Regions from separate parts of the Zea mays genome. Here regions 1 and 3 are each linked to region 2. The links are chromatin contacts, called in public Hi-C maps. All regions are on one chromosome and are shown on one strand. Each heading gives the region's core, a stretch centred on a gene start, on an enhancer-like site or on the middle of the called end of the contact. The rest is flanking DNA. Distances are from core to core; before and after follow the strand shown. Region 1 holds the start of LOC103646344. Region 2 holds the start of LOC103646347 (probable inactive ATP-dependent zinc metalloprotease FTSHI 3, chloroplastic). Region 3 holds the start of LOC100381656 (Sterile alpha motif (SAM) domain-containing protein).

Region 1 (3,644 bases), core at 1,024-3,523, 260 kb after region 2:
TGTTCTCGAGGTGGTGACGTACTGCGTAGTAGGAGATACGTGCACATGCCCTTAAGTGCAGCGACGGTGGAGCATTGGATCCGGAAGGAGAAATAGGGAAGAAATTGTTTTACAGTCGAGCTTCTCGTATAATCAAACTACCAAAAGTTATAAAAAATCTCAAAAGGTTTATAGATGTATTTTATTATATACCATGCCAGTTAAAATAAAAAGAGTTGAACTTTCTTTTTTATATTTTTAATATATAATAAATTATAAATTAAAATTTAATATATTGATAAAGTATATAATAAAATACATTTATATATTTTTTTGAACTGGTACGACCTAGGAGAGAAACCACCCGCAAGTAGACTTAAGGGGTGTTTGGTTTTCATAGACTATTTTTTTAGTCTGTCTATTTTATTCCATTTTAATCTGTAAACTGTCAAATACAAAAACTAAAACTTACTTTAATTCATATATTGGTAATTTATGAACTAAAATAGAATACAATGTAAGGATTAAAAATTAGTCCCTAGAAACTAAACACCCCTTATTTCTTGAGTTGCTTAGTCAACAGAATAATCAAAATAACTAGAAACTACTCTATGATGGGTGTCCTAATTCATTGTTGAATTTCTGCAATTGAATATATATAGTCACAGTTATAATCACAATTTATTTTTATTTATCATGTTTTAGTTTAAAAATAAACTAACGGATGACGAATATTCGAGAATGGATATTATAGTCATGCCATATTTAAATACACTATGTCTAATCATTAGCCGCTAGAATTAGCTAAATACATTCAAATAGTATAACTAATAGTTAGCTAGATAGATCTAGTTCATTGAAACACTCTCTTAGTAAAGGATAAGATTGTCTCTTTTCTGCCATACTAATCTATTTTGAGTTCTTGACCTGGATATGAATATACTTCAGGCCGATCGTAACACTCGCAGCTTTTGATGCATGAACGCGCACGGACAGTGTGTAGTGTACCGACCACGACCAGCGCCGACTGCCGACAATTGAGTCTCCAAGGGCTAGCTCGCATGCCAAAGTGGCGGCGTACACGTCGGCCAAAAAAAAAAAACTGGGAAAAATCCGGCCGGCGTATGCAACTGGATTCGCCCTCGCCGGCCGCGTGCGTGGAAACCTGTTAAAAAAACGAGTCCCGTCTCTGTCTTCTTCTTTGACAGAGGTTACCTTTTTGATGGTTGAAACCGAAGTCGGAGCGTGGTCTAAAAAAATCAATGACAATTGCATTCCTCCGTCATAATTACTTCCTCCAATTTCAGAATATAAGACGTAACTACTTTAGTTTAAAGACTAAAATTATATTTAATTCTCTCTATTAATATTAGTGTACTACTACATTGATGTATATATCTAGAGAGAGAGAGTCTCATATCTTATAAGACAAGACTAAAAGTTAATTAGTTACGTCTTATATTATGATACAGATAGAGTGTTATTTTAATTTATTATAGAGTTAAAGTATTTTAAATTTAACTAACATTATAGAGAGAATTATAAAAATTTATAACATTAAATAGTTATAACTATGAAAATATGATTAATATAAAAATCTGAGAATGCAATCATAGTGTCTGTTGTTCTAAATCCCTAGCTGCTATAACATTTAGTAGAGGGTCTCTCCAACGGTTATTAGAGTATTCCCTTTATCTTGAAATGATGCTCATATTTCAACAAGTTATACAACCTTTAACTAACAATTACATATTCAAATTATATATAAGTTTAGAACATGAAACTTGTGTTCAAAATACCTAGGATATTAGGCTATCTCCAACACCTTACACATCTACATCCACGTATCCATATTCAAACTCCACTCTGCGAATGGTGCAGTCTACAATGTAAAACAGTGTTTTGAGTGACCAATTTATTTTGTTTGTTTTTTTCACGATTAAAATATGCTTAGCATTTTGGGATAGAGAGTATATATATAGACACAGACAATTGGTCCTTGCCTAAAACTGCTATATATAGCCGGAGATTTAAATCCTCCGTAGCATCTCAGCAAATGTTAGTTTTGACATTAGATGGAACCATATACTCCTAATAAGTTATTGACTTATTATTAACCCTTTCTTGTAATGTTATACTACCTATCAACTTCTCTCTCTCTAACACATTTGAGTCGATTAAATATATATGCAGACTACAAAGTACAAATCATGTTCAGACTTAATTCAAAGATTCTTGGATGCTTGGGTTCGGTTGATACCTTGGTCAGGACCAATCCATAAACTATTCCTAGGGTTTGTTAAACAAAACCAGGCCGGGTGTACGGTCGGAACAGAAATTCCTAGAGCTAGCTCTCCTCTCGGCTTGCTTTGACTGCATATCCATCCATCCCTAGCATACCATATACCTAGGTCACTACTACAAGCATTGGATCGTTTTCCTTCTCTATAAAAACCACACAACCCCCCACGACGCGCCTCCTCTCCGATGCTCTCTCTTCTCTTCAACAAATTCTTCTTCCTAGCTTGCAACTAAGGGCATATATCACACACACACACACACGCGCGCGCACACAGAAAAACAACCACACAAGGGAGCAATCGAACTGATGTATGCGTAGTTTGCAGGGAGAAACTTCACACCATGATGAGCTGCACCAGAAGAACGAGTGCGATGAATCTTGTTGTAGTTACCTTGCTCATCGTTTCCTTGCTCACTGTTCACCTCCCCGCCGTCGCCTGTGCCCGGCAAGGTGAGTATCTCGTTGTTCAGTCGCGCAGTCTCGGTGCACTTGAGATTTTGCCTTGACCCGTCCATTATATCCTTCGCTGTTCTTGCAGTTGCCGTGCTAAACCCATACAAGAATGAACTGGACAACAGAGGAAATAAGGTTAGTGAAAACGCCCAATCTACTCTCATCGTTCCTTGGTTGGTAGATTATAGTACATGTATACATTTTGCTCGAGTTACTAGAGGATTCGGACGGCTGTACGCAGAACCTCGGCGCGGCGTTGGCGGCCACCGCGTCAACCGACGACGACGATGGTTTAGCTGCCAGCGGCAAGGTGTTCCCAGGGCGGAAGCTCGGTGCGCCGAACAAAGAGGGAACCAAAGCCACCGTGGGAGCGACAACGACGACTTCGGCAGCAGGCTCACGGCCGCGGACGGTGAAGATGCGCGCAGCGGCGAGGCACGGCGGCGACGAGGCCACCGAGATGTACGACATGCTCAGGAGGGACTACACATCCAAGGCGAACCGCCGCCGGCCCATCAACAACGGGGCCACGCCGCTGCAGGTGAATAAGAAGCCCTAGCTGCCTAGAGATTAGCTACCACTGTGAGCTGTAGCCTGTACGTAATAGCTAGCTTCCCCCGTCCCCGGCGTGCTCTCAGTCTCGGGCATGGCATGGCATGGCATGAGTAGTTCGGTACATATAGCTAGAGGCCGGCTTTAGTTGCTAGTCCTGGTAGATTAGGAAGGTTTATACACTTAATCGCCCATATGGAATAATGTCCTGGCTTGTGCCCAGCCTTAATCTAGCCTTCAAGCTGGACATCCTGTTTAGCCCAGACTGCAACAGCATGGACCGTTCATGTGCAGTGCAGACGGGCAATTTTGTCACTGGTGTTCATGCTTGAGGATAGATGCCATGTAGTATATACAT
Region 2 (3,600 bases), core at 26-2,525:
GTTTCTCGCCTAATCGTTTTTGTCTTCCCACATTCATCAAGCGTCACAAAGTACGGTCAATGAGTAAACAATGGAAACCACGTATACCTCAACAAGCTCCTCCTTGGCTTCATCTATGCCCTGAACATCATCAAAGCCCACCCTCTGCTTCCTCGGTTTGCGTCGCTTGTCAGCACCGCCCGCACCAGACATCTGACGCTGTATGAACCACATCACGGGCACCAGCGAGACCCAAAGCGTGAGCAGCGTGCTCAGCATGTCCACGAGCAGCCTCCCAGCAGGCCGCGGCGACGAACGGTAGTCCACCCGGCCATCCCGCATTAGCCCGAGCAAGAAGCCCTCATCGTGCGGCACCCTCCGCGCGTAGTACGGCCACTTCGGCGCCGGCGCCGCAGCGTTCTCACCGGTCTCGTTCGTGTCGGAGCCAACATCATCCCCAGCGTTCTTGCTGAAGTAGATACGGCGCGAGTCCTCCTCGAAAGCGACGGCGGCCACGGCGCCCTCGCGGAGCCCCGCGACGAGGTCCGAGTAGGCCACCTCCCGGGCCACGTTCTTGGGCAGCGCGAGCCGCGCCACGGCGAGGAGAAGCGCCAGGACGACCGGCGCCGCGGCCGCGGGAGGCACGCGGCGAACGGCGCGCCGCAGCGCGGCCCCGGCGTCGGTCATGAGCTCCCGCGGCGACAGCCGCCGGAGCCGCCACCACAAGAGGCGCAGCCGTGGTCGCAGGCGCAAGCGTAGCTTCCTACGGCGTGGCGAGGGGAAGCCCAGACCGGCGCCCGTGCCCTTGTCCGCCTCGTCGATCTTGGCGCGCACGGGACTCCTTAGTCGCGACCGCAGCCTCGCGTAGCCTCCAGTGGGCAGAAGTCCACAGCTACAGACACAGGCATTGCTCGCGGTCGCCGCGAGGCCGCTCCAGGAAGCGGGTCCCCTGAAGCTTGCGGCACGAGGTCGAGCAGCGCGCGGGAAAGCGGGCGCGGCTGATAAGGGGCAGAGCGAAGCCATGGCAGGCACCGCCGCGCGCGCCCGTCCACAGCGCTACGGCATTCGATGGGACAAAGGCCGAGGGCGGTGCGAGAGCGCGTGCGCGCGCGAGGCGTTCGACGGAATTGCTCCGCGGAGGAGGAGATGAGCGGAGCAAAGCGTACGGTGATCCTCGGCTGGGTTCTAGCAGTGTGTGCTCGTGTGAATGTGTGTTGTCCCAATTCTTCCCTTGTCTATTGATTCACGGATATGGCCGAGGAGATTTTTGCTGTCGTGGAAAATTTGGTTATGCAGTGTGTGCTCGCCTTGGTTTGGTTCGGCTCATCCATATTCCATGAGCTCTTGGGCCACACCACACGACCAGCCCGGCATGGATGAGACGTGTTTGTTTGGGCCCAAAATAATTCTGCATTTCGCATCGGATACTTTTTCCCCTGGTATCACGACTCACGAAACAGATGGATCGTTTTTAGTTTAGGCCATTCTCAATTCAGAGTTTCATACTCATTAAACATGGTGACATATCGTCACATTCAGTGACGTAGCAGTGCAATTAAAAGAAGAGAAAGAGTTTTATAGAAGATGATAGAGTTTCATGGAAATAAAATTCTGCATACATAAATACCTAGTTTAAGTCTGATATAGCAGCATTGAAAATAGTTCATTAAAACTTATTACTGAAGATAACCTTAGAGCAAGTTTAATAATAGACCTAGAGTTAGATGTAAAAATCCTTGTAGCTTGTCATTAAGCTCATCTATATAAGGGCATGTACAACCCTATTTATTATGGAATCTCTTGAGGGTATCTAGGGAGCTAATTGAAAAATACAAAAGACGGGCTCTTCACGGAGAGTCCGTCTCTACACGACTCTTCATATATATTGTCTCTTAGCTATATTTATGATCTAGAATCTCAGGGTTGTATGATAGAACTTAGAAAACCGAATCATCGTCTCAAGGTTATATATGTCCTAATGGTTAGCTCTTCATTATTAATGCAGGATCCCACTTGTTTCTCTCATAAAGCTTTTTGGTTCTTGTGTCGAAGCCTGTTATAAGTTTACAACTCGCTTCTCCTTTCCCTTCTTTTCCTTCTCCTCTGCTCCAGCATTTAGCCATCTTATAGCCTCTTATTATACTTGCACTAATCATTTCGTGTGGTTTCGTTGTTTGTTGTTTTCTGTCCAGTGACAAACGAGACCCGTTGTCTTGAATTGCACGTACATTCTTCGATCCACTACCATACCTTGACGCCTTGTCTGTGTGTTTCATGTCGTGATTCATCATACGAGTAAGGTTTTATCGATTTTGTATGAAATACGAGGATGCACTTGTTTTTTGTTGCATGTGCGCAATTCATTTTCATGAACGCATCTGTGGGAATATACTAATAGATTTTTATATTAAGATATTTCATCACTATGGTTTATTTGGTTCTCTATTGTGTGGAGCTATCTAGCTCTGGAAGTGGTCCTAGGTGTTTGATTTTTCCTATAGGCTAGGATCGCAATGCCTCATAGGCAAGTGCCCGCGAGGCTACAAAGCCAAACAAGCCTATATACATGTTTGATTGTTTGGCCCTATCTAACATGGTCGGTTATCTTGGCAGAGGCTAGTCAAGTCTAACTCCTATGATGCAACCTAGTGTGGTTTATTTCGCTAGAAACAAAATAATTAGACTCAACGGAGATCATGTTTGTTTGTTTGTAGAGATAGATACAACTACCCTTGTACTAAGAATGTGGTAACATTGCACCGCTAAGTTTTGCTCTACTATTTTCATTGCCATTTTCACAAACACATATATGGCATGAGCATCCCTTTCAGCTTCAAGCTATCCAAAAGCACAGGGCAGTATACCCAACTGACTTCCTTGCTCGATGTTGCATCCTTCGTCGTGGCGATGGTTGGTGCAACTCTATGATGAAGACAACGTGAATACTATGCTCTGCCTCGTGACCTTGGTGACCATGGACAAAAATATCATAAGATCTCTCATGGTCACTATGACCAGACCAAGAGGATGGCAACGGACGTATAGGTGATAACGTGCCACAGACTTGCCATCCCTCTCCATGCGCCTCTCTACACCGCCTCCTAGCCACGGAGGCCACCATCCGCATTTCTGTTGCTGCTCCGGCAAGGGGCACCCATGGTGGTCTAAGGGTATGATTGGTTGTCTATATGATCGAGTCTAACCCATATCTAGGGAGCCTAGTTGAAAGAATACAATGTTCTTATGTTTGGTTGCTTGCATGTGTTCATCTTTACTGTCAGTACCCTGAAAATGGGGTACCCGTTACTACAGTATGAAGGTGCTGTGTCCATACAGCTATCTTTAGTCGTGTGGCGAACAACACATGACCCCACCACGTGGGCAACTCCGGGGCCGCCACGTGGCCAGAAGAGACGACATACTCCAAGGTGGCGACAGTGGGTCCGGACCTCCACGGGAAAGTGCCGGACACCTGGACGCACAGCCCGGACCTCCGGGCGAGGTTCAAGACCTCCACAGGTACAAACCAGACCCTTGGAACGGGTCCCGGACCCCTCAGGAGGGGTTCGAGCTACTCACAGTAGGGTCCCGGGATTCCAAGGCAAAGAGTACCCATGCCTT
Region 3 (3,189 bases), core at 67-2,566, 310 kb before region 2:
CCGTGCTTCGACAGTGAGCTTTGGTTTGGGCCACAACAAGCAAATGGGCCTCCCAGAAAGCGTGTATTTCGTATTTGCAAGCCAAACTTAGTACCACATCAGGTACTAAACTGTGCACGCATCTGTTTATAAGTGTCAGTGCGGATACAACATTGTGGTCTTGGTTGGGCGGCAACCTGTATAGGCTTGGCTGTGCGCGAGCTTTTATTCCTACACAGCTAGATTTTTTGGACCCGACAATGGCAGAACGCTACGGGTGGGACATGGGAATGGCGCCACGGGTGGGACATGGGAATGGCGCCACGGGACATGGGAATCGGAATGGCAACGCTACGGGTGACGCTACGGGTGGGACATGGGAATGGCGCCACGGGACATGGGAATCGGAATGGCAACGCTACGGGTGGGACATGGGAATGGCGCCACGGGACATGGGAATCGGAATGGCAGAACCAGGAATGGGGCAGCCTACCCCTTAGAGTCTTAATAAGTAGTATAGATATATATATATGTTGAGATGATGAAGGTATGCCATTCATGACCTTCGTTCGAAGATCATTATATCCTTGAGGACATAATGCTTCGAAGAACGAAGGACATTGACAAGTAACCTGTTTTGGTGTTGCCTTGTTCTCAATTTATAACATTTGAGAGCAAGTCCCCAACAAAGGCCAAAATTTTAACATCCAAATAGATATCTGGATCCATCCATATTTAGGTCCCAAAATGAGTCCAGCACATTTAATTAATAATGCTGGGCTGAGAGTCCAGCCCCATGAACTGGCCCGCCACGTGCTGTAATAATTATGAGCCAGACCGGTCCAAAATTCAATTATAACCGTCCATGTCTTTTCGGACTTGGACCGTGTTGCGCGGTCCGGCTGTATATCTATAGTCGACCAGGACAAGAAATGGAGCACAATATTTTTTTTAGAAAAACTAAGATGTATAACCCATTGCAAGAGGATATTTTGCTAGTAGAAAGTTAGGACTTATTTAGAACAGTTGCAGTTTTAGAAAATTTGATAAAATTAGTAAGTAGATTATTAGGTGCTTTAGAAAATCGTGTACGCCTTTAAAAATATTTAGATAATCTATTTGTTTATTATTTAGATTAAAATAATTTTAAAACTATTTAAATTAATATTATAAACAATCTCCCGCTAGAGCTGGAGACTTGAGTCATCCAAACACTCGCACGTCGAAATCTGGAAAGCGCAAAAGGCCCGCACGCACCTGCGTCTGTGTGCAGCGACCAGCGACGCAACAACTTCCGTTCCGTCCCCGGCGCCGGTAAACGACGTCTCACTTTCAACGCACATCCCCAATCTTCATTCCCCTGAAACCCTAGCCGCTCCGTCCGGTCGCGCCACTCCCTTCGCCTCTCTAAGGTTCCGGCGGAAGCCGTCCTCTGCGTGACTGCGTCGGCTGCGGTGGAGATGGCTTCCTCGTCGGCGTCTTCGAGGCACCAGGTCACCATCACCCTCGGCCGCAGCGGTCAGGTGGGCTGTCCAGTCTGGGTCAACCCATGCTTATAAGGCTAGCGTGGTCTCATTCTCCATTGCGGTTTTCCCTACGGCATCTTCCATGGTTTGAATGTTGATTGATTAGCATCAGAGCAGATTCTCCCGCAAGAGAGAACAGGGCCGATGATCTGGTAGAGGTCTGTATAGCATTGGTTAACCTTAGTTTGGGTCTAGTGTGCGGGGTATCAGGTATTGTATGGTGGATCCTACGCGTTTTGGTGTGTCAAAAGTTGGTTGCATGGTGTTGGATTTGGTTGTTGACTATCGAGGGTACAGTTCTGCTGCGTACCTCAAATCAAGGGATGCTGCTGTGATTTTTGGAAGGTGGCTTAATCTATGTGTGATTGCTCACTTGGTAGTTTTGAGTTTCTAACTAGTGTGGTTGGGGTGGGAGGTTGGGCTAACATGATAAGTACATGTATGGGTGTTCTGATGTTGTGGGATATAGTCATGGTTATTAAAGCGGTAAAACGTTATGAACCAACTTTTTAACATTTAAACGTTTAAACGAATGTTGAAACGTCTTTCATACTTGACATAGAAATTCAAATATAGAATAAGTTCATACATAAGTTGAGTTCACAAACCAAATAGCATAAAAAGAAACAGATCAAGTTTAACAACACAAGTTCAACCACATAAGTTACAACTTATGCATGATAAGTAACCATCATCGAACTCATCAATATGAAGACCATGAGCATCCACGCCTTGATCATCACCATCTTTTCCACTATTGCTTCCTTCAATTTCTTCTTCCACATCAAGATCATCAAGAATATATGGTTGCACAATCAGTGCTCACCAATATGGTTGAGCAAATAGAGCTTGAATGATTGATTCACTGTTGGGCAATATGGTTGCACAAAATCAGTACTCACCAATATGGTCTGCTGTGGGCGTAGTGTCGCAGTTCGTGGCCGGCGGAGAAGACGAGGGCGGCGGCACAGCGGCTGGCTGAGGAGCAGTGGCTGGCTGAGGAGAGGAGAGTGGCGGCTGGCTGTGTGGCTGAGGAGAGGAGAGCAGAGCGGCGGCCGGCGCAGAAGAGGAGGGGGGCGGCCGGCTGTGGCTGAGGAGAGAGGAGAGCAGAGCGGCGGCTGGCTGAGGGAGTGAGGGCGCCGCGTCCAGCGCTGGCCAGTGCCCAGGAAAGTGACCTAGAAAATGCTAAAGGCCCAGGACGGGTAGAACTTCCTCAGAACGTGTAAAACGCCCTAAAACACTATTTGAACGCTTAAACGACGTTTAAACGCTCGAAACGGACGTTCTACGCCCTAAACCTAAAACGTTCGGACGTTCCAACTTTTAAACACGTTTTCTCGTTTAAACGACGTTTTAATAACAATGGATATAATAGAGAAATCTGTGGATCTTCTGTTGTGGTCTTATTTGTTTTTATTCTCAAGATACATAAGAGGGGATTGGAAATAGTTGTGAATCGCAACGAGGGCATGCCAAAGTTAAATGTGTATGGGTGGAATTTGTTGATGCAGATTATGTTTTGTCATTTTTTTATGTTGCTAAAAATGAGTATACGAGATAAATAGCACTTGAAGTACTGTAAAGTGGAATTTTTCTGACACTGGGAGAAACAATAGAAGCTCCCTTTCTAGTAGGGGTTATTTGTACCTGCTGGTCATGTCTAAGATTATCAATCATTTGTATG

Evidence for each region. A called contact is a pair of places that touch in the nucleus more often than the background predicts.
Region 1: a Hi-C map of tassel shows a contact between it and region 2, with 2.5 times the contacts expected there. The contact joins the promoter of LOC103646344 here to the promoter of LOC103646347 in region 2. A contact is called at or near these places in 5 of 25 Hi-C or Micro-C datasets (ear, endosperm, leaf and 1 more).
Region 3: a Hi-C map of leaf shows a contact between it and region 2, with 7 times the contacts expected there. The contact joins the promoter of LOC100381656 here to the promoter of LOC103646347 in region 2. A contact is called at or near these places in 2 of 25 Hi-C or Micro-C datasets (leaf and tassel).

The regions. Positions count from the first base shown.
Region 1 is chr2:41,788,166-41,791,809 of Zm-B73-REFERENCE-NAM-5.0, reverse strand. LOC103646344 reads left to right here and starts at 2,273. Exons shown (of 3, transcript XM_008671077.4): 1 at 2,273-2,731; 2 at 2,820-2,869; 3 at 2,976-3,644. The coding sequence starts at 2,623. The coding sequence ends at 3,293.
Region 2 is chr2:42,047,755-42,051,354 of Zm-B73-REFERENCE-NAM-5.0, reverse strand. LOC103646347 (probable inactive ATP-dependent zinc metalloprotease FTSHI 3, chloroplastic) reads right to left here and starts at 1,275. Exons shown (of 5, transcript XM_008671081.4): 1 at 88-1,275. The coding sequence starts at 1,002.
Region 3 is chr2:42,355,468-42,358,656 of Zm-B73-REFERENCE-NAM-5.0, reverse strand. It overlaps LOC100381656 (Sterile alpha motif (SAM) domain-containing protein), which reads left to right and starts at 1,316. Exons shown (of 6, transcript NM_001174471.1): 1 at 1,316-1,502.